4 separate regions of the Mus musculus genome follow, and all the other regions are linked to region 2. Evidence: chromatin contacts called from public Hi-C and promoter capture Hi-C data. All regions are on one chromosome and are shown on one strand. Each heading gives the region's core, a stretch centred on a gene start, on an enhancer-like site or on the middle of the called end of the contact. The rest is flanking DNA. Distances are from core to core; before and after follow the strand shown. Region 1 has its middle 310 kb from the start of Gm40548. Region 2 holds the start of Flrt2 (fibronectin leucine rich transmembrane protein 2). Region 3 has its middle 30 kb from the start of Sel1l. Region 4 holds the start of Sel1l (sel-1 suppressor of lin-12-like (C. elegans)).

The links. Promoter capture Hi-C pulls out the DNA fragments that hold promoters and counts their contacts. Hi-C and Micro-C count contacts between places; a contact is called where the count stands out from the background.
Region 1: a contact with region 2 is called in a promoter capture Hi-C map of second pharyngeal arch cranial neural crest. The contact joins the enhancer-like site here to the promoter of Flrt2 in region 2. A contact is called at or near these places in 5 of 39 promoter capture datasets (cranial neural crest, frontonasal cranial neural crest, hippocampal neurons and 2 more), 17 of 484 Hi-C or Micro-C datasets (cerebellar granule neurons, cerebellum, cerebral cortex and 8 more) and 4 of 115 datasets of contacts at active chromatin or transcription factors (astrocytes, embryonic forebrain, forebrain and 1 more).
Region 3: a Hi-C map of cerebral cortex shows a contact between it and region 2, with 6 times the contacts expected there. The contact joins the enhancer-like site here to the promoter of Flrt2 in region 2. A contact is called at or near these places in 3 of 39 promoter capture datasets (frontonasal cranial neural crest, hippocampal neurons and second pharyngeal arch cranial neural crest), 10 of 484 Hi-C or Micro-C datasets (adipose-derived mesenchymal stem cells, cerebral cortex, cortical neurons and 5 more) and 1 of 115 datasets of contacts at active chromatin or transcription factors (embryonic forebrain).
Region 4: a contact with region 2 is called in a promoter capture Hi-C map of cranial neural crest. The contact joins the promoter of Sel1l here to the promoter of Flrt2 in region 2.

What each region holds. Positions count from the first base shown.
Region 1 is chr12:92,304,530-92,312,090 of GRCm38.p6, reverse strand. No RefSeq gene overlaps it. Among named protein-coding and RNA genes, the nearest start is that of Gm40548, 310 kb to the right of the region's middle. Within about 2 kb of position 4,285, at least 3 of the 459 cell types and tissues checked have an H3K27ac peak or open chromatin away from gene starts, as enhancers often do. A contact at or near this core is called in second pharyngeal arch cranial neural crest, where this site is marked.
Region 2 is chr12:95,687,712-95,694,544 of GRCm38.p6, reverse strand. Flrt2 (fibronectin leucine rich transmembrane protein 2) reads right to left here and starts at 2,319. Exons shown (of 2, transcript NM_201518.4): 1 at 1,930-2,319.
Region 3 is chr12:91,876,065-91,883,135 of GRCm38.p6, reverse strand. No RefSeq gene overlaps it. Among named protein-coding and RNA genes, the nearest start is that of Sel1l, 30 kb to the right of the region's middle. Within about 2 kb of position 4,130, at least 48 of the 459 cell types and tissues checked have an H3K27ac peak or open chromatin away from gene starts, as enhancers often do. A contact at or near this core is called in adipose-derived mesenchymal stem cells, cerebral cortex, hippocampal neurons and 1 more, where this site is marked.
Region 4 is chr12:91,844,035-91,851,048 of GRCm38.p6, reverse strand. It overlaps Sel1l (sel-1 suppressor of lin-12-like (C. elegans)), which reads left to right and starts at 1,892. Exons shown (of 21, transcript NM_001039089.1): 1 at 1,892-2,090. The coding sequence starts at 2,018.

The DNA of each region.
Region 1 (7,561 bases), core at 3,036-5,535, 3.4 Mb after region 2:
GATTGTTAAGAGGATCCTGGGGAAAAGAAGATAAACCTAACTGTGTCAAAGAAAGTTTTATCATTAAGAAGGCACAGCAAGCCCTCACTCAGCACTATTGAAGTGACAAATTTCTAGGGACCCTCGTATAAAAAGTATTATGCAATAGATAATTACACTCCGGTGGATGTAACTTAATCATAACATAATTAGAGGCGTAAAATAAAAAAAAAAATTCACCCTAGCACTAAAATCTGCCAACTTAAACAAATCTTGCTCACTGGCACATATCATAAGCAGAAGCTTAATCATAATACAGTCTTGATTTTGGTCCCTCTAGGAAGCCACAAGTACAGCCTCTTAATTATTATCAATGACCCAAGAGGGTTTAGTGGGCAGCTTTGGCTGCAATCCTACTTAAAAAAAATCACTTATTTATAATGGTTGATCTCGATTATTCTGAGCAAATGTTCTTGGATTTTCTGAAGTCATAGAGAAAGAAAGGATCATTACTATATTTCAGGTATCCAAGTCTTGCGAGAGTTTCTTTCCTTTTCTGAAGTGTTGAAAATGTTTCATACACTGTATAAATCCAAGAGTCACTCGCCTTGGGCTTAGGAAGCCAACAATCCAAAATAAACAACAACAAAAATGAACCAATTTATCCTTTCTGGCTGCATCTGAATAATACCAAATTTACTGTAACCCTCGAAAATAATCAGTCCATTGTAAGAAGAAGCCAAGGTGCTTTTAATTCTGCAGACATCAGACAGGAATATTGAGTAAAGCTCTCTCTTCTACTACTTCTCTTTTTTTTTTTTTTTTAATACCTGAATTACAACTTCAGATCCAACTCCAAAGGGAATGAAGTCTTTCCTGTTCGTTGGAGTTCAAGGCCTTTCTGTTGTTTACTACAAAGGATGGCAACTGTTTTACAAAGGAGAGTACAAAGTTTCAACTTTTAGGCCAGGTTGATCTCTGCTATGTTACCATTCTTTTGTTTTGTTTTAGCTCAGCTTTTAAAATGCAAACATAACTCTTAGCTCATAAACCTTATAAAAGCAGGCCTAAGTCTGTCAGCCAAAGTCTGTTTTACACCCAGCATCAATGTGGGGAAGCTACATTCAAACCAAAGTAAGAATAGAGGGAATAACACTTTCTCTGATTTTGGAAGACAACCTAGACTCCTTAAAGGAAAATTTACTTAACTGTTGCAGCAAAGATATAGTTTTGAAAATAGACTTGCATTATGGTTGTTTGCTCCAAGGTTGACTTAACCATGACCATTTTGAAGCAGAGGCAATAACCTACCTACAGAAGTCCTTGGTCCAGAGTCAATCATGACAAAAGAAACACAACTATTTAACAGGTATCTAAGTCTTTAGTAGAGTGAGAACACAGGTAATAATACTCCCCTTAGAAGTGAGTCTCCATACTACTCAGCTATTAAAAAGAATGAATTTATGAAATTCCTAGCCAAATGGATGGACCTGGAGGGCATCATCCTGAGTGAGGTAACACATTCACAAAGAAACTCACACAATATGTACTCACTGATAAGTGGATATTAGCCCCAAACCTAGGATACCCAAGATATAAGATATAATTTGCTAAACACATGAAACTCAAGAAGAATGAAGACTGAAGTGAGGACACTATGCCCCTCCTTAGATTTGGGAACAAAACACCCATGGAAGGAGTTACAGAGACAAAGTTTGGAGCTGAGATGAAAGGATGGACCATGTAGAGACTGCCATATCCAGGGATCCACCCCATAATCAGCATCCAAACGCTGACACCATTGCATACACTAGCAAGATTTTATTGAAAGGACCCAGATGTAGCTGTCTCTTGTGAGACTATGCCAGGGCCTAGCAAACACAGAAGTGGATGCTCACAGTCAGCTAATGGATGGATCACAGGGCTCCCAATGGAGGAGCTAGAGAAAGTAGCCAAGGAGCTAAAGGGATCTGCAACCCTATAGGTGGAACAACATTATGAACTAACCAGTACCCCGGAGCTCTTGACTCTAGCTGCATATATATCAAAAGATGGCCTAGTCAGCCATCACTGGAAAGAGAGGCCCATTGGACTTGCAAACTTTATATGCCCCAGTACAGGGGAACACCAGGGCCAAAAAGGGGGAGTGGGTGGGCAGGGGAGTGGGGGTGGGTGGATATGGGGGACTTTTGGTATAGCATTGGAAATGTAAATGAGCTAAATACCTAATAAAAAATGGAAAAAAAAGTGAGTCTCCAAGATTCTCTTCTTCCACATCTTTCTCTTGTACAATGCCACTGAGTACAGAAGAGCTAAGCTATTGACTGAGATATGTGGGAGCATGGCTGCTCTAAGTCACTCATCTGCCTGTGCACGCATTTGTCAATATCAACTTGACAGGATCTTTCTTTAGTCTATTGGCTTCTCCTCCATTTGAAGCAAATATTTTTTTCTCGAAAGTTCATTTTATTTTATTTTATTTTTGAGCATTATATGCTTTATTTTTGGCCCCCTCCCAGTCTTCCTTCCCAGAATTCTTCACCCCGTCCTCCCTCCCCTTTGCCTCTGAGAGGGTGCTTCCCTGCCACTGGGCAGCCTCCTTACCTGGGGCATCAAGTCTTTACAGGATTAGGTACATCCTCTCCGACTGAGGCCAGACAGGTCAGTCCTCTGCTACATATATACTGGGGGCTTCGGACCAGCCAGTTTATGCTCTTTGGTTGATGGGTTAATCTCTTGGTGATCCCAGGGGTCCAGGGTAGTTGACACTGTTGGTCTTCCTATGGGGATGCCATCCCTTTCAGCTCCTTCAATCATTCCCCTAACCCTTCCATAGGGTTCCCCAGACTCAGTCCAATGTTTGGGTGTAAGTATCTGCATCTGTCTCAGTCAGCTGCTGGTAGAGCCTCTGAAAGAACAGCCATGTAGGCTCCTATCTGCAAGCACAACATAGCATCAGTAATAATGTCAGAGTTTGTTGCCCACCCATGAGATGAATCACAAGTTGGGCTAATTGCTTGTTGGCCTTTTCTTCAGTCTCTGCTCCATTTCTGTCCCTGAATTTCTTTTAGACAGGAACACTTCTGAGTCAAAAATATTGAGTGTGGGTGGGTGGCCCTATCCCTCCACCAGGGGCTCTGTCTAGCTACCGGACATGGTCTCTTTAGGTTCCATCTCCCCACTGTTGGGCATTTCAGCTAAGGTCACCCCCACTGAATCCTGGGAGCCTGTCACATCTCAGGTCTCTGGAACTTTGTAGACATTCTCCTGACCTCCCCCCTCCTCCCCCTCACACACACACACACACTTTCCACTCCCAGCAGTGACATATTTCCATTCATTCTCAGGTTCTTCTGGGAATCCCAGAGAAAAATACTCATTTCTTTTATATTTCCCTAGGAAACTCACAACTCAATATTGTACCAAGTCTCTTCCATCTTGCTTTTGTAGTTGACATAGCACTAACTGATAACCTGATACTAGTCTACTTTTCAACCAACAGAAATATGTCCAGGAATCCCCTATGACTAGTCGGTGTCTGGAAACCCAAAGGGAAAAAGTGTGTTCCAGAAAACAAACAGGATCTCACGTGTAGGAACTGCATTAACCTGAAATCCAGTACTTTTAAATGCTTATTTTTTTTAGTATTAGCATATGAATACACTTACAGGCAATGGTAAATATAAAAGTTATTAACATGGGCTTAGTATTCACTGTCCAGTGAAAACTTTAAACTGCAGCAGGCTCACAAAAGCCTCAGTAGAACCAGAGTTCTCTGTCATTCCTGGAACTCTTAATTGTTACCAATTGCCCCAAGGATTGCTGCCATTCAACAAATTATAGTCAAGGCATTTGTAATTGCTTCCAGGGCTGGATAAGCATGCCAAGAAGAAGGGAACCATTACTCTAAGTCTTTTGTTTCATCAAAGTACATTTCCATAGACCCATAATTAAACAATATTCCTGAAAGCAGATCTCCATAAAATAGAAGGGAGTTTCCTGAAAGTCAGCACACTGGATTATTTTTACCTAATAAAAGTAAAGAACCCAGAAATTGACCTAGAATACCTGTAGAATAGGAAGTAGGCATCTAAGACTTGTACACCAGAGCACAGTAATATTGAAAAGGAATGAGTCAAGGTTTAAATGCCATTTCTGTACATCACTGACCCTGATCCCCCTGCCTTTCAGTGGAAAGCCAGGAGGAAAAGCAATCCAAGGCAATGATGAAGCAACTGAGGAAGTTATGGGATGCTAAGGCAAAGACAGAGGCTAAGAGAGTCTTCATTCCTTCACTGGCCAGCTCAAAGGCAGCAAATCCAGTAGTTTCATACAACCCAATGAAAGGTAAAGAAGACGCTGAACTCCACGCACAGTGACATCTTCGTTAACTTTCCTATTGCTATAACAAATTCTCTGACAAAAGCAACTGAAGGAGAGGGAGAAGAAGCCTGGAGGAGAGAGAGTTTATTCTCTCCATCAAAGTTCTGTGCTGGGGAGGTCAACATGGCAGGAGCATGAAGCAGCCCGTCGCACAGAATAACAGAGAGAGAAGCATGCATGCTAGTACTCAGCTCAATTTCTCTGGTTTCTGCAGTTCAGCATCCCCTTGCCCAGGAAATGATTTCACACACTGTTAAAATGGGACTTCTCCCTTCAATTTGTGCAATTAAGATCATCCCCAATAGTCATAGCAACATGCTCATCTCCTAGGTAGTTCTAGATTCTGTTAAAGTGACAATTAACACTTATGTAATGAGCAAGGGAGAAAAAAAAGAAGATTCTGTTTGTGAAGCTCATTTATCCACAGCAGATAGAACATTATGATATAAACCAAGTAAGAGGAGTTCCTTTACCAGTAGAGACCAACAAGGACCAGGAAATTATCACACTGGCCAGAGATGCCTTTCCACTCTGTGAGTAAGACTTAGAGCTCCTCAAAGAAGCAATGGCACCAGGAGGAGGAAAAATGTTGGATAAAAGTGGTGTACCAGCAACCTTTAGTTGCCCTTCAACAGAACGTAGCTGTTAAAACAGCATTGCTTAAGCTGGGCATGGTGGCACACTCCTTTAATCCCAGCACTCGGGAGGCAAAGGCAGGCAGATTTCTGAGTTCAAGGCCAGCCTGGTCTACAAAGTGAGTTCCAGGACAGCTAGGGCTATACAGAGAAACCCTGTCTAGAAAAAAAAAAAAAAAAAAAAAAAAAAAAAAAAAAAAAAACACACACACACACACACACACAAAGAAAAATAGAAAAAAAAATAGCATTGCTTAGATTTGGCTGCAGATGGAACTAGTTGGGATTGAGTATAGCAGAACACCATAAAATACATTGTCTGCCCTGGGTAGCTTGGGGGAACTTGAGAACAAAATGGAATTGAGCTATAGAAAACTAAAATGTTGTATTTCTGTGCCTCTAGTAATGATTCCTAAGTTTATATGCTATGCACTGTGACTATTTTCCTTAAGTTCCCTGCTCCCCCTCAAGCTGCAGGCGTATGTCAAAACACTTTTACCTACTATAGAACAGAGTACTTGAAATGTTGTCTCAAAATGGAAGACTTCTTTATAGTAATATTAGATTCGTGCAAGTATAAACCCAAGCGTTAGAGTCAGACAACTAGAATTCAAGTCATGTGTCAGCCACAGTATCTTGGTACACACTGAGCGCCACTCAACCTTCACAAAACAGAAATAACACATACTTTTCAAGTTTGCTGTCAGTTTAATGTGGAAAGATATGCAATATGCTTGCCACAATATCTGGCACATGATAAATCTTGTAAAAGGAAAAAATATATATATAGAATCTAGTAGCTAGAACCATTCCAGGCCCTGCATTTTTTCAGATAAGGCATTATAGAGTCAAATGTTTCTGAGCTGCACCAGAAAATATCCAATTTTATTATTGTGAATTGTATTTTTTTTTAGATTCAAACAGGGTACTAGCTTTCAGAAAACTACTCATAGCCCTGTCATTTTCTTTCTTTCTTTTTTTTTTTGTTTTATCTTCATGATTAAGACAATCTTCATAGAGAGAAAATCCAATTCATAACTAATAACTAAAATAAGATAGCAACTTACAGTACCTGTGTCCCATGGATGTGCTTCAAGCTTAAGGCCAAGATAAAGATGAAGGAAGTATTCCCCTTTCCAGGGGAGCATATTTTTAGAGACTTTTTCTGAATTTCAGAAATTTTGTTGTTGTTCACATTAAAATATATTAAGTTGAATATCTAATACCAACCTGACTTTCAACCATTGGCAAAAGCTACAGATTTCTTGCAGACACAGAAGCAAGGACTACATGGTAATAATTGTAGTAGCTAACCTATGCCATGCTATGCCTTCTATGCAAGAACACATGGTAATTGTTCCATCTAAAGCTAAATTATGTGTTTATGTATATATGAATACACACACACACACACATACACACACATATATACATATATTTCTCTCATCATTTCCATTTCCATTTACAATGACGAGACTCTTGCAGGCGGCTGAACTGGCTAGATATCAAACAACATTTAGCTCCAAGTTGGCTTCATTACCCTTTATGTTCAGATCCTATGCAATTTTCTGTGTATTCCCTACGTGCATCAGACGAGGACAGCCTTTCTTAACTTCAAGGTCTTTGTTTTACAAAAGCATTCTGTGTCCTCCTCTGCAAGATATCACATATTGCGTTTCCTATAAACATTCACTGGTGGGTAAGCAAAGATGAGCTTTCTTTAAACAAGAAAGACCACAACTACCCTTGACTAGGCACTGCCAATTGCGGGCCGAGGGTAGCAAGGGAGACTGCAGATTACTCACTCACCTTCATAGTTATATATTTGCTTATTTTAGAAGCTATAAGAGCAGAGTAGCAGGAGTGGTGGAGGACTCACAGAACTCTGATATCTCATCCCCATCTGCCGAGTTAGCTAGCCCTTAGCTAAGTGTCTCCATTTCATCTTCTGCAAAATGGGCCTGAGCACTCTGACTCCCGTAGGTTATAACCATATAGCACAGCCACGTTCATGACCCTCTATGGCCACAAACGCAGAGCCTCAAATGCTCAGAGCATTCCAAAGCAGTTAACCTACGTTGCCAGACTGTCCATGTGAAGAAGAATTATTTTCTAATGTAGGATTTCATTTCAAACACATAACAAACATTTTTAAATATACATAAAACAAGTCAATACAGAATGGAATTGGCTCTCAAAGATCATCAATTCTGTTTTCAAGTCCCGGATAATTTCTTTTTAAGATTAGTTAAACATGGGCTTCATACATGACAAGTAAGCACTTCTCTATCGAGATCTAGTCCTAGTACCTTTTATACTTTCTATTGTGAAGCCGGGCCTCATGAACTTACATAGACCGCCCTTGAGCTTACTGTGTAATCCATTCTGGCTTTAAACTTGCCCTCTTCCTGCCTTGGCCTCTTGCATATCTGTGATTGCAGGCCTATGCCACCAGGCCCTGATCAATCTTGGCTATTCTTCTTTAGATCAAGCATAGATAATGGTGATGACATCCTTTCAGAAACTGTGTTTTGATTTTTTTTCTCCTCTCTAACAATATCATT
Region 2 (6,833 bases), core at 1,070-3,569:
ACAGTTAGGACGTCCAATTGATACAGCTTTCTCACTTGCGAGTCTCTTTGCAAAGGTTAAAGGGTAATCTAAGAAATGGGAGACATGACTCTTTATTTGATCCACCCCCACCCCCTTTTGGCAAGGGGATGGTGGCCTGGTTTGCTCCCCCATTCATTGCTGTCCCCGTGTCTCCAGCAAGTTGTGGTCCTGTTTTAACTAGTCTGGAGACCGGCGGAATACTAACAGAAGGGGGAGGGGGAGCAAGCCGTCGCCTAGCGTTAGGCTGTAGAGGCGCACCGTGGGTAGGGCCCCGGGAAAAGCGATTTACAACTTGAAAGCTGGCCTGGACCAACTCCCTAGAGATGTCCTCTGCTCCGGGGGCTGAGAACTTTGGCAGGGGCGTTGGCTATAACGCGCTGGAGATGGTTTCCGGAGGAACCCCCGAGCGAGACCGCACTCCTTGTCCTCAGTTCAAAGTCTGAGTCACTTGGCAGCACTTCCCCAATTGTTTTTATTTCCTTGCAGTGCTGTTGTGTCTGCTACCTTCATGGATTTGAGCTCTTAAACCCTGGTAAGGCGACTTGGAGAAACGCCCGATTTGTCTCCCAAGCCACACAGGGATCCACCCAAACCCGCCGCGACTCGGGCATTCTCTCACATTGGCACACACCACTGGGGTTCAAGAGAGCTTGCCACCCTTCCCCGTGCTTTATATATACAAAGGAGGCTAGAAAACACATAGACATACCCTCGTCTGTCTTTTCTCCAAACTCAAAGTGTAACCTACAAATAACCAGGAGAGAATGGAGCTCCAATGGAGACTTTAATTTGAGAACAGATAGTGAGAGTCATCTTGGAAGCTTCCGAAGTAAAGTGCCAAGATAAGAGTGGTGATGTTGATAGCCTTCAGGAACAACTGCCCCTGGTCGCCCAAGGCGCCTGGCAGGCCACATGATTTATCCAAATAGCAAGTGTGGGACCAGCCCTTCCAAGACAGACTTAGCTAGCTGGGCTTCTTAATCATGGAAGAGATTACAAGAAAAAGTGACCACACTAGCTCTCAAAACTCCAGTAAGAGCCCTGGGCTGTTCAGCTCAGAGGAGGGCTTTTTCCAGGAGGCCAGAGTCTAGTGGAGGCTCTAGGGCAGCTGGATAGGTCCGTCCCCCTTACTACTCTGGGTATCTGCATTCAGCGCCTGAGGGCATAGAAGGACCTATCTCCGCAGCCCAGGCACTGGACGCAGGGAAAGTGGACTCCCCAGTATCGGGATCTCCTGGGGACTTTTCCATCCCTGACCAGTAAGGAAAGCACAATTACACCAGCTATGGAACTACCAGTTCTGGTGCAACAGCAGGGCAGGAAAGGTCCTTGGCTTGTAAAAATCACGAGCGATTGGAAAGAAAACGAACTAGCATCCCCAATTTAGTGGGGAATTGATCCCGGATTTCGGGCATAGGGCAGGTAGGGGCTTGAGATACTGAGGCTTGATAATAACACTTCTTGCATTCAACCCAGATGGGTATGGAGGGTTGTTACTTACCGGACTTAAGAGAAGCATTCTAAGGAAATGAAAGGCTGTTCTAAGCTTAGGGGATTTGGAAAACTCCATTTAGGATCGATGCTTTTGGCAGGTAGCAAATGAGCGATTTTACCCACAACTCGGTTACAAAACTCCCTAGAGGACTTGGAATCGACTTGAATGTAGAAGGCGCAGCCCCCCCCCCCCCCACACACACACACACATACACACCGGGTCCCCAAGTAGTCGGGGTAGATAGAAAAAGAATCCCATTTTCTTTGCGGATAAAAAGACAAAACATAGAACACCCACCTAGTGACCACCCACCACTTGTTCAAAAGGGAGTGGGGGTCCAAATAATGTGGTGGCCATGTAAAGAAAGCTAGGGCAGTCACTAGAAATTTCACCTGGCACAGCAATCCTTTTACCTGGCAGCCTTGTCTCCTTAGCTCATCCGAATCCAACCGGGTCCGGGAGGTGGAAAGGGAAGAAGCTAGAGCGGCAGTAGAGGGACTCCCCGGGCATGGTATTGTTTTAGGGGTCGCCGCCGAGGTCCCTCCTGCCCATCGTTGAGAACTGCCAGTCTGGTCCTGAGGTTCAGTGGACGCGGTGACCGGTTCTGCGCTGCTGCCTCCACGTTCTGGAAACTTGGGACAGAGGACCAGATAAGAGCGCACCTGGAAGCAGAGAGAGAAAGAGCTCTCTGCGTGTTTGAGAAGCACTGCCCTTGGTGTTATCTCCCAGCGCACATTCCTTGGTGGTGACAATGGATGACGCCAAACTCACAAGTGATGGCGACTGCTTTCAAATGTACAACTAACTGCAAGGTACCCGGCAAGACAGAAAGCTTTGCTCACCTCCCACTCCTTTCCCTCCCATCGAGGAGGGAACTGGCTTAACCCTGTGTTCACCCTACACTCCGGATAGAAGCTAGATTGCGCTGAGAAACCACAGACGCTGGCTTTCCGGGCAAAAGCTTTGTTCACGTGCAGTTCCAGTGGGCGTGTGGCTGTCTAGGGGCACTTGGGTGGCAAGGTGCCAGTGGCGCGCTTTCCGAGAGAGACTCGGAGATGGGAAGGAACCTAACGTTTCATCCGGACCAGACCCAGCCCTCACAATCTATTTTTTTTTTAACCTCCAGTTACCGGATTTATTGAAGTTGCCAGCAAAGTTGGCTTTTATTCCTTTACTTCTGTGTCCCCCGCCTCTCATATAATTTCCTTGCCCAGCTGCGCTTTGAAGACTTAGAAATCTCTGATCAAGCTCTAACTCTTAACAGAGTTTCAAGTGCAGTGCGAGAGGAATGGAGAAGGGGACCCACCCACTCCTGCCAAATTTAAATGAAACCGCAAGGAGAGTGGCCTCCCTCCTACCCATCAGAAGCTGGTGTCAACTAAATGACATCAGTTAAATAAGAAAGAGTAAAACACCTGAAGACCGGGTGGAAAAGAGACAAGAACGAAGTTGGTATGTGATTGGGTAAACGAGCCTAAAGAGAAAGGCATGAGTGGAATAAACATAGAGAGGGGGAAAAAAGAATACAAATGCAAAAATTAAAAATAGGGGAGCAGGGCTTGATATATATCAGGTTAGTTTTAAGGGCGATTTGACTAACAATGTCTCCTCAGCTCCCTTGGAACAGGTTAATTATATAATGAACAAATTCCGGCTTGGGTTTAGTGAACAGCTTTGCCTATACATTCAGAACTTCCAGAAAGTTAATTGAATAAGCAGAGAACCCGTCTTGTTGACCCAGAAAAGAAACTCAGGCCTGAGAAAACTGTTCTCTTCTGCTGTAGCTTTCTCTGTCAAATGAGCCCAGACACTGTGATCTGAGCACAAACGTACAACTGTTTTTCTCAGGCTCTATTCTTCAGTAGGAAGCTGTTAGACAGTGGAATAGGCATTGCTGAAAGGGGTTATTTTAAAAGGGAGAGCAAACCGCGCTTTACCACCGAATCGGTGCCTCCTCCGGACCCAATATACCCAACCCGATGTGAATGGCAGAAACTGCAAATGCCCATCTGAGCCCAGCAGTCCTGAGAGGCCTCTGGAGCTGCCTCAGACTTCAGCTTGAAGAATTCCGTTGTAAATCCTTCTGATTTGCCAAGGTGGCAGCAGAGCATAGCAATAGCTCCTTTGGTTCTTGAATCAGCAAAGCTCACAATTTAGGACATATGCATTTCCACCGTTCTTTAAATATCCATTCTTCTGTGCAGTTATGCATATGTGTCCCCAGAACCTATCATCCTCTATATCCTTCTTCTGAGAAGACAGTATATTAAGCTCATTCTTACAAACATATATTGGTTAACCAACAAGATGAAACCCTAAACAGGCTTGACATTGTGATTCATGCTACTGGAAACAGAATTAATCCAGAAAAGGAAGAGGGGGTGGTTATTAATAAATATAATTTCATTTTCCAGTAATGATGATTCAAAAGTATAATAAAGTAGTGCAATGAGCATATCCTCCTTTCTAAAAAGCTATGGGTGTTGTTGTTATTATTATTATCATGATTTTTATAAATGTAAGAAAATACTACTGGAAGTGTATGTAGAGAAGCAATGTGATAAGTCGTAAGTCTGACTGAAGAGTCAACTTAAGGAATGCATGGAAGTGAGGTCAGACAGAACAAAAGTCTTGTATTTGAAAAACAAAAAAACAAAAACAAGATAGCCAGAACATTTCTGAACAATAAAAAAGTTATTTTTGAAGGAATCACTTTCCCTGACTGCAAGCTGTACTGAAGAGCAATAGTGATTAAAAAAAGAAAAAGAAAAGAAAAGAAAAGAAAAGAAAAGAAAAGAAAAGAAAAGAAAAGAAAGAAAAGACAAGACAAAACCTTCATGGTATTGGTATAAATACAGACAGGTTGATCAATGAAATAGAATCGAAGACCCTGAAATAAACCCACACTCCTACAAAGCATACAGTAGAAAAAAAAAGCATCTTCAAGGAATGGCCTAGGTCCTTTATCCCTCCCTCCCTCCCTCCTTCCCTCCCTCCCTCCCTCCCTCCCTCCCTCCCTCCCTCCCTCCCTCCCCCCTCTCTCTTTCTTTCTTTCTTTCTTTCTTTCTTTCTTTCTTTCTTTCTTTCTCTCTTTTTTTGGAGAGCTTCAAACATGAGCATTGTTACCTACATCACTTGCACCATCTATGCCTCAAATTAACCTCATGTTCCTCCCTCTAAATCAGTGGTCTCATTAATCATTGTTACACACACACACACACACACACACACACACACACACACACACGGAGAGAGAGAGACAGAGAGACAGAGAGACAGAGAGACAGAGAGACAGAGAGACAGAGAGACAGAGAGACAGAGAGACAGAGAGACAGAGAGAGACAGAGACACAGACAGAGAGACAGACAGAGAGAGAGATGGAGAGACAGAGAGAGATCAATGTGTCCATTTAGCATAACTTCTATATCTATGCCTTAAGGTCTACCTATCATTACCTATCTGGGATTGAATATCCCATAAGACACCTGGTGGTTGGAAAAGCCTGATTCTCCTCTCATCAGCCACTTGTAAGTTTGGGACTATGTGAAATTTTCGTTGTCCACACAGGCGTGTCAACCGGCACTGGCATTACATAGATTTTGTCCAAGCAATCACATTATGAGTTTTCACGGGTACATTTGTCCTGTTATGCTTAAGGATTACTATCTAACATCAGGCCTCCCGAGATTCTTGATCTTCCAACTTTTCTGACTAAATTTCCATAATACTCTTGGAGCTGTTTGAGTGTAGATGTTGCACTGCAGGTGTTTCGGTTGTGACTGGACACCTGCCTTCCCTTATTCTCTGTATTTTGACAAGTTACCGACCTCTATAACAGTCTTCATCGGCTGCAAAAGAAGCTGCTTTGTTGAAGGGTAAGAGCTACAGTAACCTGTAAAGATAAGTATTTATAATATGCTTGGGAAGCATATACGTTTTGGAAAATGGCAGTACTAAATTCTTCTTCCTGGTTTATGATCTCTCCAGCATCTCCAGGTTTACAGTACCAGACATTAATTCCTTCCTATTGAGCAGGCCTTAAGTCCGATTGCACCATTGATGAGTGATATCTTGCCAATGCAGGCGTTTTTGGTGGCTGACATGAAATTATAGCTGGTAGGACTTACCTATTACCCCTCTCCCTCAGCAGTGTGCAGAGCATCATCTGGTATGATGAACACCTCCAGTATGTCTTTGAAAGATTGTTCCACACTCTCCCTTCTCTACTCAATTTGAATCAGTCTTCAACTAATCTGCATTAAAATAGTCTTTCTTTGATCTTCTTTGTGCTTCCCTTCTATTCCTACATCACATTCTTCACTTGTTCAAAACCTCAACTAATTTATGCAAACATAGCAGTCATTATACCCATGGCTTCTCGTCTCCCTCTGTCACATTTTCCCGAGAGAGTGCTGTTCATTTCAATTTTCCATAAAGTGATGTTTAACTATCTGCAGTTTGTCTCTCAACTAGACCTTAGCATCTCAAAGTATTATATTGGTTTCACGCTTCTATTTCAGTTGTACATAGTCCATCATGCTTCCCCTCACCAGATGCTCAAAGATGGTTTGATTTCACAAATAAGCCTTCTTTGCCAGGCATAGAAATGCACCCTTCCTTCTAAGGTAGGGACAATGGCAAGAAAATCCATGGCTAGCATGCAGTGCACAGATTGCTTTTCTTCTCTTTCACAAGTAAAAAAATACTACTAATCTATGAAATTATTTTGTCAGTGGGGCTGTTGTCCTGCCATCTGCAGCTCTGGGATACATTCCCTTCTGATTTGAAAACATTACACTGCAAAGATCCCCTCACAAACATCTGTAGAAAATGTTCAACTTGTAGCAGGCCTTTGATGAATAGATTTTGTGTCTACCCTGTCAAATTCTCAGTCTAGTGAAGTCCCAGAGACACATAATTACATGCTCATTACAGAAATAAAACAATTTTAGTATGTGCAAAGTGCTTTAGTGCTTTGAAAGACATTTCTCTAGGGAGAGGGCCTCATTCAAGTGATGGTGAAGATCTCTTGACAGTATACTGATTTTACAGGGACCTCTGTGGCATTATTTTATATCCAGCCTTCTGTGTATTGCGGCCCCAGCTACTGGAATCTCTGGTCTCATGAAAAAGCCCTTTAAACTAAGATTGGAAAGCCAGCCTATAAGTAATTGCTAGAACATCCATTTTCTTAGCCATGTTATTTTTTTTCCCATTTCTGTGTAGGTTACAAGATGATTATGCGTGAACAAAAACAGAAGGTACACACTGACAGGAAACAAAAGCACATTAAACCATGGAGATTTCCTCTTACATA
Region 3 (7,071 bases), core at 2,881-5,380, 3.8 Mb after region 2:
ACAGCCCGCTAAGTACTACAGATCCAGGAGACCACTCTGCCCAGTCACTCGCCTTTACAACCTGTCCTTGGGTATCTTAAGCAGCCTGGATACAGGATTGCAGTCCAATTGGTACAATACAGATGATACTCTATATATCTTTTTTATTTTTTCCTATCTACAATTTTTAACAGTTTTGAGTGTATGTGTGTGAGTGTGTGCATGTATGTGTATGCACATGCACATGTTTGCATGTGCGTGCAAGTATGTCATAGCACCTGAGTGGCAATCAGAGGACAACTGCAGGATTCGGATCTTTCCTTCCACAATGTGGTCCCTGGGATTTGAACTCAGGTTATGGGGCTTGGCAAAAAGGGTCCTCGCCCACAGAACTGTCTCCCCAGCGTGCTCTGCAAATACTTTTTGCAAACTAAAGGGACAAAGTGAAAAAGAAATCTAACAATTATCCAGTTGTGCCCTCTCCAGAACTGGCCACCACTCGTCGCTTGTCATGATCATTTCCAGTACTTATTTATATATTTACTCGTCTGTGTTTTTTTGGTGTTTGAGGAATGTTTTATTTTGGGTTTGGTTTGTATATTTGTTTTGTTTTGTTTGAGACAGAGTCTCTTGTAGCCAATGCTGGCCTTAACCTCACTATATAGCCAAGGATGATCTGATCCTCCTGCCTCAACCACTCAGGCACTGGTATTAGAGGTGTGCACCACCACGCCCAGTTTTGCTCTGGTTTTTTTTTTTTTTCCCCGAAGAAGGCTTGTGTTTTTAAGTTCCTTGTGTGTGTAAAACAATGCATTCCTAGGAATGGAGGAATTGTACAGTAGTTAAAGCACTTGCTGTGAAAGCACGAGGTCCTGAGTCTAGATCCCCAATACCTAGCTAGACCTGCAAAGATGAAGACAGAAGGATGCCTAGGACTTACTAGCCAGATAGTCCAGCCAGCTTATGAGCTACAGATTGAATAGCAGACCCTGACTCAAAACAACAACAACAACAACAGCAACAGCAACTCAAGTGGAAAAGTAATTGAGGAAGACTACGAATATCAGCCTTGGGATTCCACAAGCACATGCATGCACACACCCCCAAATACATTCTATTATAAATATTTTAGTGCAGAAAAATCACCAAGTCAAATGTAATAGGCAAGAATCTAAACCATGAATAATTCCTGTTCATATTAGACTGAAATGATCCCACATAGCTTTTCATAGTTCAGTATAGCAATAGAGAAAGTTAAGAGCCAAAAGGGGGGGGGGAGAAAATTTCATGTACAAAAAATGGCTTATACTTATATAAGCAGTTTAGTTTTCATTTAAAAAAATACTGATTTTAAATCTACTTTGGCTTTAAAAGAAGTAAAAAAAAAAAAAAAAGAAATTACAGTAACATTAAAGAAACCGTTGAGTTTCAAATACATGCTTCCCCACGTTTTAATATTTAAAAGATACCTCTGCGGTTAAGAAGCGAGTTTTTAAAACACTAGAGGGTTGGTATTTTGTGAAATCTAGTTATTTTGGTAAGGACTCTTCTTAGGACTTCCTGCTGCTTGCTATGAAGGTTGAAGATTCAGAGTCACATTTCCTGGAGTCGCAGCTCACTTTGGAGAGTTCTTGCTTAGCATGCACAAAGCCCTGAGCTCGGTCCTCCTGTGGCATAAACCTATTTGTGGCCCATGATCTCAGTACTTGGAAGGTTCCTGCAGAAGAATCTGGAGTTCAAGGTCATCCCTAGCTACATAATGAGTTCAAGGCCAGACTGGGACGCAGGAGGCTTTGCTCTTTGAGGAGCTGAGCTTCGACATCCAGCACTCACAGGAAAGCCCAGGGTGGAAGTCTACATTTATCACCCCAGCGCTAGGGAGGGAAGGAATGAAGACAAGAAAATCCCTGGAGCTTGCTGGGCAGCCACTCTGTACAACCGATAAACTTCATGTTCAATAAGAGACCTTGTCTCAAAAACTACGATGGAAAGTGACTAAGAAGAATATCCAACGTCCACCTCCATCTAGCCTCCAGATACGTGTGCACACACAAACATGCACGCACATAAGTGCATGCCACACATTCCCCAAAAAGGGAATAATAAATGGCATCCGCTGTCCTTTCTTCTGGACCTTCTTGTGTTTATAATTACGTTGCACGCTTACATTGTCTCGGTTTGTAACAGTCTCATTCTGTTCATCAAACATTATCCCCATAGCAGCTCAGAGCTCACTGTTCACTCTGACGGAATCGGTGCTCACCGGCTGTATTTAGCAAGACTGTGTTCCCACTGCAGTTCACACCTGAAGAGGTTTTGTGTGCTTGTAGTTCCCTCCGAGAAGTTCTTAGAACTGCAGCATCCCTTGAAGCTTTTGTTCTTTTCTCTATTAGGTTAGAAACACTTAACATATGGTCTGTCCTTTGAAACTCGCCGTACGTGGTGTGCACTACCTCCGGGTAATGCATTGTGACCCAGATCTCAAGATTAACCCCCTCCCATCACTGAAACCTTATGCTCCTAGGATAGCCACGCCCACTTCCCCTCTCCCTCCTGCCCCTGGTGGTTCTCTCTGTGTTCGCCACATCCACACACTTGACTATTTTTCATGCCTCGCGCGCATACTTGACGTCAGCATGTGCATCCTTCGGTGGATGGCTTATTTCCTCCAGATTAGTCTTTGCTGATGAACACAGCACAACATAATTCGTTGTTTGTCTATGTCATGTTTTCTTTACCCACTCACGGTGGGCGCTGGGGTTGTTTCCACAACTTGGCTGTTGTGACTAACCCTGCAGTGGCCTCTCTCCAGTTCTTTTGGGTAGATATCTAGAGTGGATTTGTGAGCTCATCTGGTAGTTCTAGATGTAACATTCTGAAGAACGCCCATATTTTCTCTAGCTTCCTCTGGAAGATGGAGAACTCTCAGCTTTTCCAGTGTCATGCCTACCTGGATGCTGCCATGTTCCTGCCTAGATGATAATCGACTGGACCTCTGAACCTGGAAGCCATCCCCAATTAAATGTTGTTCTTTATAAGAGTTGCCTTGGTCATGGTCTCTATTCACACCAGTAAAACCCAAACTAAGACACCTCACATATGCTGACAAGCCAGCAAGTGCTCTCCCACTGTGCTATGTCCCCAATGTGATATTTATATATGTTATGTATGGGGTATATATATGTATATACATATATGTGTGTACATACATATATATTATATCTTAGATAGATTTTAAATATATATATGAATATATATTTGAACAGGGTCTCAGTTAGTTCCCCTGGATAGATTTTAATTGAGAATCCTCCACCTTAACATCCAAAGCAGGCAATGATACCAGCCTACACCAGACTCTGCTGGCAGCCAATGTTTCTATGCTCAAATTTTCTTTGTCCTTTTATGGATATCAGTTTTTATTCCATTGCTTTAAATTTTGTGGGATTTTTGTTACATTTATTTAGGTTGTCTCAAATCTTTCCTCTAGGTTAATAAATAAATTTTAATCAATATTTTCATTTTGTTCTTTGCTGTTATCAAAAGAAGAGGAAGATGGAAGTTGTCTCTCGAGGCTCACCTTGAAACCACTCCAATTCATAAAAAAGATAAATCACGGGTGTTTTATTATAGGTGTGGCAGGGGAGCATGGCTACAATAGGAACTTTTATTGTTCTTGTGCTTGCTCTCCCCCTCCTCCTGCTCTTCCCTCATCCAGCCCGAAGCCCAGGCTGTTTTGTAGGGAAGCAGAGAGACACAGCAGGGAGAGCAGCAAACAGCCTGGAAAAGTCGTTCGGGATTTTGTTACTTCCAAAAGGTGAGGCATTTAGGTGCAATGGAGAGAATTTGAGGGGCAGGTTTTTACGGACAAATTGTGCACAAAAAGAGCGAGAATTCTGGGAAGCAGAGAGAGTGTGGAGCAAGGTTGCTGACCTAAGGATTCACTGGACTGACCCCAAGGAGGCCTCGCACCCCCAGGCAGCTGTTAGATATGTGAAAGCAAGAGTGATGTTCTTTTCTTGGGAAGCACCTAAGAGACCGTAAGACGCAAAGAGATGGTGGCTGCCTGGCGTTTCTGGGACAGAATGTTCGTAGGCATACATGACTCATAGATTTCGCTGAACTCCGGTATAAAGGAATGATTCATGAACCGCACCCACCCCCTCATCCAGGGCCAGGAGGCAGAGCAAGGGGCTAATGAGTTTCAAACTGTAAGAGAATGGCTTTCCCTTCTGCAAGCTAAATAAGCTGCAACCAGGGGCTAAACGAATAGCAGGCATCCCCAGAGATGCCTGTGCGGTCAGATAATGTCATGAATTTAAAGGACCTTCCTGGACACATACTGACACCCTTACATCACCCTGGCCCCACCACCATCTCCAGAACAAGAAGTGCACATCGATCCAGACGATTTTCTGCCTTTCTAGCACAGTAAAGGGGCAAAATTAAGTTAGCATGACTCGCGGGACGATAAAGCAAGCTATAACCTTGCTCATTTCTAGCCGAGATTCATAGTAAAAGAAAATTGCCTCTGACAGACTCCTTAAAGTTCTCAGTAACATACCTGTGTGTCGTAGCATGAAGGTTTAGAAGCCCAGATATAAGTGTTCCCCAGCGGGAGATATTAACAGAGCCCTGTCCGTCAACCACGGGGTAGGGCTGGGACTCTCCAGTGAAGGGACTTAAAGGGGTTGGAGGTCAGCGCGCCTCAAGCAAACATAAGCAGATCCTACTCTGTTGCCTGGAAACACTTCTGCTTTATTCTCTGCTGCTTTTCAGTTAGAAATCTGACAAAGCTCATACCTTACCGTTTTATCCTCTGCCTCCCTCAAACCTCCCATTTCTGTCTTCCTCTCCCTCCGCCTCTTTTTTCTAACACAGCATCCCAAGAACCTACAAAAGGAAGCCCATGCGCATCCTCTCCTTACCACCATGTTTCCTGCGGAGCTAAGCAAGGTTTAGAATTTAGATGAACTCACCCTCGCTACCGAGAGGCCTAAGTTTAACATCTTGGCCAACTCTACATGAAAGTCTCCGTGCCCAAAGACAGCCTCATGTTTTTAGATAACCTGGATTAATGTTTAAGACTGAAAACAATCAAATCCAGCTGAGTTCTCGTTTCGGTAATATTTTCAACATCTGGGATGGTGAATGTTTAATAGGTTGCTCCCATCGATACCCAGCTGAATGGAAGCCTGGAGGTTAGAATCTGCCATTTTTAAAATATTAGACTAAGCTGCTTAAGCCTCTAAATATGTTAAACTCATACTACCCAAGGAGAGCTGTGTTATGTTGAACACTGTGAGCCATCTGTGTAGAAAGTTAATTCAAACAGTGAGCTCATGCTGCCCCCTCGTGGCAATATGAGGTGTAGCATCATCTGAAGCGCTCTTTTTTTTTTTTTTTTTTTTTTTTTTTTTTTTTTTTTTTTTAAAAACCTGTGTAGGTCTTTACCAGTAATCATTAGAATTGATGGCAATAAAATAGGCAGCACTCTGGGTGTCTATAATATCTAAAAAATGTTTCTTACTCCACTTAACCATTATAGGTCATATTTGCGAAATTCTATTAATGTGTTATGGATGAAAGAACAGGAAGTTAGCTTGTTCATCTCCAAAGAGAGCAAGTGGAAGAGCTGACATTGAAGTCCAGGCACATCTCAAGCCCAAGCATGTACATCTCCCATTATAGCAAACTGTGATTTCCTCTAAGCTGTTTCTCTGGTGTCTCACCCACGGTGACTAGTCACTGCTGTCCTTTGAATCTGAAATGCCCCCTGAAGACCTATGTATCAAATAAAGGTTTGTGCTAGCCTGGGATGCTATTCATAAGTGGTAGAACTTTGAGAAGAGGGACATAGCTGTAGGAAGTTGGGGGACTGGAACCACATTCTTGAAAGATGGCTCCATTTGCCCTAGAAGGACATATTGAAACCTTAGCCCCTTCTCATCCCTTTCTTTGTTTCCCAACTGTCATGAGATAAAATGGTGTCCTCCAAAACCATGAAGCAAAAGAAACCTTTCTTACGTTTAAGTTGATTGTTTCAGGCGTTTTGCCACAGTGACGGCTGAATAGAGCCCTCGCTCAATAGCGCACACATCATGCTCACTCAGGAATAGCTTCTGACTTAGCCTACCGTCTTGCGCGCGCTGGACTGGTCAGCAGTCCGGCTGCAACAGGATCCTTCTGCACACGTTTATTGGGAGAGCTTGATTGCAGAGGCAAAGAGACCCCGAGTCCAGAACTGGTGCTGCTTATATAGGCCTAGGAGAGGCGTGTCTCACACCCGGATTGGTTATGCACTAAGCCTCATTTGCATGTTCCTCATCTGATTGGCTACTCTCTCTCTCTCTGTACCTCACAGAGCCTCATTATCATACCTCATTTGCATGTCTCACATCTGATTGGTTATACTCCCAAAGCCTCATTATCATGCCCGGGCCAGGCAGTGTCTTTGCAAAAAACTTTACAGCATATGTACACATTGGTTGTTTGTCCAAACTTATGCGTGGTGGCCAGCAGTAGCCAGTGCCACTCTGAAACGACACATGTGGCTTCCCACACTACTGCTTTCTTTAGCTTATTGTATAAAGGCTTCTGGCAAACCCTCTATCTGACAAGAAAGGCACACACTATGCAACAAGCATTTATCAGGAGCCCACTGTGTGCCCAAAAGTATTCAAGTCACAGTGAGGTCTGAACAGATGGGGGTCTCTTTCTAAAACCTCGAAGTCAGCTCTGCTGACTCTGTCCACCACTTCCCTGAGGGCCGAAACGGGATGACCACCCTCGGTCTCTCTGCTGTGTGGCATTTGGAAGACAGACCTCATTTATTAACATCCTAGCCTATTTAAATTACATGACAGTTGGAATATCATGGACTAGCTTTTCAAAGCAGGAAGGGAGAGTCTATGAGTTGTGTCTGTTAACTTTATTCATCAAAGCAGCCAGGTCAGAATTGTCCGCATTTGGAAATCTCTTTAACTGTCAAAGGACCCTGCTTCAAAGGTCAGGAGCCCATGGTAAAACCTGGGATGAAAGTGTAAAGACCCCAGAGCCACTGTGTGGCTCCTAGCATAATGAGCAGTCACATGT
Region 4 (7,014 bases), core at 643-3,142, 3.8 Mb after region 2:
AAGCAGGACAGAGGAAGAGAATCTTGGAGACAGCAAGAGATGGCAGACGGGGAGAATAATAAGGGTTGGGGTGCCTGCAGGAAGAGTAGAGAATAGTGAGCTATAAGGAGGGTGAGTAGCTTCTGGGAGGGAAGGGCCAAGAGACCAATGAGAGAGCTTTGGAATGTACAACAAGTACTTGTGAGCAGAGACTGAGAGCGCCTAGAGGCTGGCATAGGCTTTCCTATACAGCCACAGGTCCAGGTCAATGGAGAGCCGTATGTCACTTCTGCCAGAGGTATGAGAAATGATTCCTTTTGGCAGATGGAAAGCAATTTCACAAGTTTCTGAAGAATGCTGGCTTTTATCAACCCACCAGAAGTCCTCCTGTGGTCCAGCTGGAGCTCATTTCTGAATATTCAGACACCCTGAGATCTAATATTGAGGACCTTAGCTCCATCCTTCAGAACCCAGGTTTTTTAAAAGCAAGCACAGCAGCATGGGCCTGGAATCCCATTACTGTGGCAGAGCAGACATGAGAATCCTTGGGACATCCTAGTTAAACCAGGGTTTGGCTAGATGAATCAACAAGGCCCATGTTGAGACCTTGTCTCAAAAAATAAGGTGGAGAAGGTAGAGATCAATTGAGAACGAACCCTGACATTAACCTCCATCCTATACACCTTTATGCGCATGGTGCACGCACACACACACACTGAGGGGGTGTTGGGGGGCATGGGGGAAACTGTTCCCCATGCCCTCTGATGCAAACGTACAGCAGCTAATTTTTTAACATCTTCCTAAAAATAATGACTGCCAAAAAAGATAGAAAACAAGTGTTCAGAGAAGTCAAGACACTGAGACAGGAAAGACTTTCCCCCCTAACCCCCTGCTGAGTTCTGTATGCAGTGCTGGAAAATAAATCTTAGAAGGATTCAATTTGATTAAGAAGACTGAAAAGCATCAAGATGCTGCCCTGCCACTCAAAGGGATTGTGCGTGCATCGGTACTTACTACATAACTATTGCAATCCCTGAAGTGCCTTGGCTCTCACCTCTGTGGCCACACAAACCATCTAATCCCTTTTCTGGTCAAGGAAAAAGAGAGCATTGCAATATTTCACTAGAGAAGAATGAGGACCAGTGTTTGAAGGGTTTGGGAGAGCTGTTAGAACATTTATTGAGTGGCTAATATATATGGAAGCCTTAGTGAAAACAATCACAGGAGCTGAACTAATCTCCACTGGTAGGAATTTCTTCCCTTTTGTTTTATTAGGGAAATGACAAGCGGCATTGTCTTGTACTGCTGGCTCTGTAAACTTCACGTATTGCTTCACCTAAGCTTTTTTTTTTTAAGACTTAAGTATTTTTTTTAACTAAATATTTAAAATTTTCAGTTCAGGTATAGCTTATTTCTCAGCGTTCATATCATGTCCAGTTCAAGTTCTCAAAATAATTAAAAAGAAATACTTAGCAACCTTGCAAGTTCTTAACCGTTTGATATCTGTTCCTTGATAATTATTCTGGTTCAAACGCAAGAGTCCAGTGAATCATTTTCTTGAAACTCCTTATGCCCTCAGCCACCTGCGGCTTCTAACCTGACTTTATGCTAAACTGCATCTCCCAAGAGCATCGGCCGAGAAAAATCTAGTGCGGTGCATGGTGGGAGTTGTAGTCCTGGATGAGGGTTCCCCCGCCTTCGAGCCGCTGATTCAGGCGCTACCAATTAGCTGGGGCCATGTCGGTGAGGCCGTGGTCCAACCGGGAAAGCTGGTATGACAACTGTACACAATGATTGGCTAAAAGATGACATAGGGGGCGTGACTATGTGTGGGGTGGGGCGATCACGGCCATTGGCCAAGGAGGACGGAGCGGCGGGCGCGGATTGGCTGCGCTCTGGGCCAGGGAGGCCTGGGAAGGGGCGAAGAAGGAACCTGAGCAGGAAGAGCGGCTGCGAGGCGGCGGCACAGAGGCAGCGGCTGAGTTGGTCGCGGCGACGGCGACGGCGACGGCGAGGGCTCTCGACCTTCGAGAGCAGGATGCAGGTCCGCGTCAGGCTGTCGTTGCTGCTGCTCTGCGCGGTGCTCCTGGGCTCGGCAGCCGCGACCTCGGGTCAGTATCGAGCCTCGGGCAGCAGGCCCCGAGCCACCGCCCCCCGACCGCGGTGGAGACAGGGCCACGGGGCTCAGCGGTCTCGGGCACTGCTCGCCCTGACTGTCACTCGCTCTTGCCTTGGGCATCGGTTAGCCTGGGCCGAAGAGGGTGCTTAGGAAACTGGACATAAGGAAGGGCTGGTCACCCTGCCCACACCTCTCCCACGCAGCAAACTTTAGGTGACTTCTGACGAATTAGGAATTGCCCAATTAGGAGGGGATTCCTGACGGCTGGCTTAGACCCTCAGAGATTCCTCTACCTTCACGTAGGTGATGTGTGCACAGGCTCTGGGACACGCTGGGGTTTGCAGTTGACATACCTGGAGCTGTCACTTTTGTGCAGAGCAGGGTTCATCCGGACTAGGATGTTGACAGTGGAGGAATTGCTCAACACCTGATCTGTTAGTCTGGTTTTTAAAAGAAAAAACTCTGATATAATTGTAGTCACTTGTCCCCCGCGTCCTGGGAAAAATGTGACCTCTGCCACGGTGTCCATGGTCTTTGAGTTTGTAGATAGTCATTTTATTTATGGGTTTTGAGACAGACTTAGTTCTTTCAAAATTAATAGAAAATAATGTTGCCCTTTTCTGTAGGTACAAAAAGCCGTGTGCTTTTAAATTGATTTTTCGACTAGCTGACTTACATTACCTCTTTGCAAAGGATTTTCTTTTTTAATGTTTTGATCTGCCTATATCAGAAAACTTACTGTCTTAGAAATGTTTCTCTTAAACGTACTTAGGATGTTTTAGAGTGAATAAACATTGACTCCTGGAAGACTTTGAGATTTTTAATCAGTTTCGCTTAACAAGACAGCTGTTGGGTGGCTTTATACTTTTTTCTGGAACACTGCAAAATGTAAATGTCATCTTTAAAAAAAAACAAAAAAAAACCCGAATTTCCCCAGATGGTTATTTGAATCCCCAGATCCTCCGTTCTAGTTGTAAATGAAAGCCATAATGTCATCCTACTTCTAAAATCGAGTTAGACCAAAATGCTGTCTCCGGTGTGTTTGGAGACACCCTTTCAAATGTGGCAAGCATATGGTAACCACTTTACTGCCAGCATTATGCTTGAGGTTGATCCTGCTTCATTTGAAATGACAGTTTGTGTTGAAGAGCAGTTCTTTAAAGACTACAATACTTGACTCTGGCAGAAATTCTAGCGGGTATTGTTCAAAAGAAGTATGCCGTGGAAGCTGCCCTTGCCTTGGGTAAAGTACCTGATGGGCTGAGTTCCTCTTGGGGTTTTGCTAAGTTTTAGATCTAGAATATACCACATACCCATACATGAACGAGCTCTGTGACTCTTCACACTGAAGCGCGAAGATTCCAGTAATCAAATAGCATAACTTACATCCCTCTGAAATTCCCATCTGCAGAGTTTAAAGGCTGTTCGAACACAACAGTTTTTCCTGCCTCGTCCGTCAGCTCTGTTGCATGTACTTTGAGCTCTGGACAGTAGAGACGCTCTCCGGTTGGTTCTAAGTCTCTTAGCTATTCTACAATACTTAGCACTCAAGTGTTAAATATTAGGGTTGTATGAGTATAAGTGGAGTGCAGAGTTTTAAGAAATGTCTACTCAGAGTTCTGTCACAGCGACAGCCATGCCAAAGCATTTCTCTGGTAGAGGCATAAACTTAGCCCAAGCTACAGTTACAAAACTGCAGGATGTGAGAGAGCGAAGGCCAGTGCCCCTGCTCATGCAAAGCTCCACATTATCAGATTCAGGCCTCCTCTGGGTTAAACTCTTCTATACCTGCGTGGACTTTTTATTTCCATTTCTTATTTCCTAAACAGTATAATAACTGGTTAACACTTAGCTTCTAAGAAGGGATGGACGGTGTCTGCAAATAGTGTCCTACTTTATATAAGGGACTTTGCAGTGCTTGGGTTTGGGCACCCTAGGGTTAGGACATGATGGGGTGTCCCGGGACCTGGCATTTCTATGTATCAAACACTAGCTTTTCTCGACTTACATCTGATAAAGAGCTTTATAAATTAAAGGCTTGGATTTTTCAGCTCTCCATGGCATGCATTCAGTTGCTTATTTTTAACCTCGTTTTTGAAATTTAGATTTAAAGGTTTGCTCTTAATAAAAGTTACATTTTGTTGTAATTTTGTGTTTAATATTAAATCTTATCCAAGGCAGGTTGAACTTACAACCACGTCAGTGACGTCACTGTTGTTAAACATCATCTAATATGTTGGCTTAGCAACATGTAAAAGCATGATACCTGGATTAAAGTTGCTTTCTTTTTCTTGTAAATGAATAAATTGAGAGGACACACACACACACACACACACACACACATTTCTCCATACTTTTCTCAAGGTAACAGTGAAAAGGTGTTCATGTTTCTCACCTAGAAACACGGGCCTCGTTGAGCTGGGAGTGTTCCCTATCGGTTCTGCTAGCTCCCCTCGTGTTCACTGGGGCAGCCTGAGTTCAATGCAGAGACAGGGTGGGGAGAGACTGCGAGAGATTAGGAGAATGGGTGTCACAGTCTTTACATTAGCTACACTGCCAGGTATTTGAGGCAAGTTGTATTAATACATAAGTTCAGAGAGCAGCTTCTGGATAAGCAGGAGATTTCATTTCCTGGTTGTACTGTTCCTTATAAATAACATCACTGTGAATCAACAGACGCATGTTCGTATCCCCTTTTGACAAACTAAGACAGTAGAGGCCAAGCAAGCCTTCTATCCTGAACCACGTGTGTCCAAGTAAGTATGTGAGAAAGCCAGGCCATAGCTTTCCAAGCGTCAGATTTGGGGTGACTTAGGGTCAGGGGTTCCCTAGGACCTGAAGGCAGGTCGGCAGTTCTTCTCGATAACCTCACTGCTCCTTGTGTTTGGAGCTGGACTAGCCTGCTTAACAGACAGGACACATAGCAAAATGAGTTTGTAACGACCACCTCTCCTTGGCAGAATAGCCATGCTCGTGTGCTGTTCTCTAAGCTAGTTTATCGAAAATAAAAATGGATTTTTTTTTTCAAGGAAAGGGGTACAGTTAGTTGAAGTAGTTTGACAAGTAGTTCTACTTTAAATGTAATACTAGTGAGTAATACTTGCGCATGATTGCAGCGTCTTTTCTTTCACTTGAAACCTACCTTCAGAAATAGTTAAGAGCCTCTTACCAGCAGCTTTTGTAAAAGGTGATCTGTGTAACTCGCAGCCGGAAAGAGAGCTTAGCTTCTCCGTAAAGCTACTGCTTGGAGTAGGTTTTCCAGTTCAGTCAATGAGAAAGAATTCTTTTGTTGACCAAGTCATCTTAGTCTGTGCTCCTAGTGTGTGAAAGAAAGCATGATGCAATGCGTGTGAAACCACCCTGTTGTCACAGGCCCTTTCTCCTGGAGTTCAATAACACGTTTGCTCCTCTGGTGCCTCCCAGACTTCTGTGTTTCACTATACTGTGTATCGTTTATATTTACGTATAGGTCTCAGTATCTTATTGACTTGCCAGCTGTCTGTGGCTGGCTTAGTGATTTGCACACGCCGCTAGTCAAAAAGCTCAGTGTACAGGGACACGTCATATATGAATTTGCACTGGTGGTGCCTGCTCTATGTGCTGAGTGTTTGGTGTCTGTGGTGAACAGATTAGTTTGCACATACAGTATTGATAGAAAACAGGGATGAATTTTCATCCCTTGGCAGTGATCTACTGAGGATAGTATTTTTAACCATTTAGATCTTCAGAAAGTTAGGTGGTAGGATGGTGGTTAATTCATGGACCACTACCAAAATGCCATGGGCACTGTGGATACCTTACTACCCACTGTCATCTCCAACCTGCCAAAGTAAAGCATTGGGAAGGTCCTCTTAAAGCAAGTGAATCGTAGCTATATTCTACTTTTTCTTTTTTAATTGGGAGCACAATTATGTGGCAAAACATCACTGGGAGGCTTATTTTTCACAGATATGCAAAGAGAGAACTGCAGTTAAGTGTATAGAGCTTAGTCCCTTATGTTACCACCACCTGAAACAAAAATAATACCACATTTTCCAGTAAGAAGTAGCTGTATAGAGTTTCCTGGTAAATGTCTCACAGTTTAAGGACAGGGGTCTGAACGCCCCGTGCAGGATGAAATCCGAGCATTTTTAGAGAAAGAAGAAGGAAACAGAAGGTCATGTGATTATTTTGTTTCTTTACATTGGCAGGGACTACAAAGGTCAAATGCTTGCCCCTGGCTTGAGCTGTTGCCTGTTTCTATAGAGAGCAGGGGAAAAGGGCAACAGCCACTAAGAGTGGGAAGGACAATAAAAAACTGTTTCCTGAGAAAACTAAGCTACCTGCGTGCATTCAGAAGCAAGCTATGAAGAATGGCTGGGCCTTTGTTTTCTTTTTTGTTGATGTTTTGTTTTGTTTTGTTTTGTTTTGTTTTGAAACAGGGTGTCCCTGTGTACCCTTGGCTGTCCTGAGATTCACTCTGTAGACCAGGCTGGCCTCAAACTCAGAGGTCTGCCTGCCTCTGCCTCCTGAGTGCTGAGATTAAAGATATGTGCACCACCACCACCCACTTGATTTTTTTTTTTTAAACATAGCTATTGATTTCTTTTTCTCTAAGGTTTATAACTTTCTGTGTGTGAGTGTTTTGTTTGCATGTATGTCTGTGCAGTGTTTGCATGCCTGGTGCCCATGAAAGCCGGAAAAGGGTGTCAGATTTCCCATGAACCATGATCACAGACTGTTGTGAGCTACTGTGTGGTGCCAGGAGGACAGCCAGTGCTCTTAACCACGGAATCATCTCCACACGCGCGCGCGCGCGCGCACACACACACACACACACACAGCCTCTGACTCATCTATACACACACACACACACACACACACACACCTTTTAAGAAGCCATTGATTTCTTGGGGCTGAAGAGATGACTCAGCAAT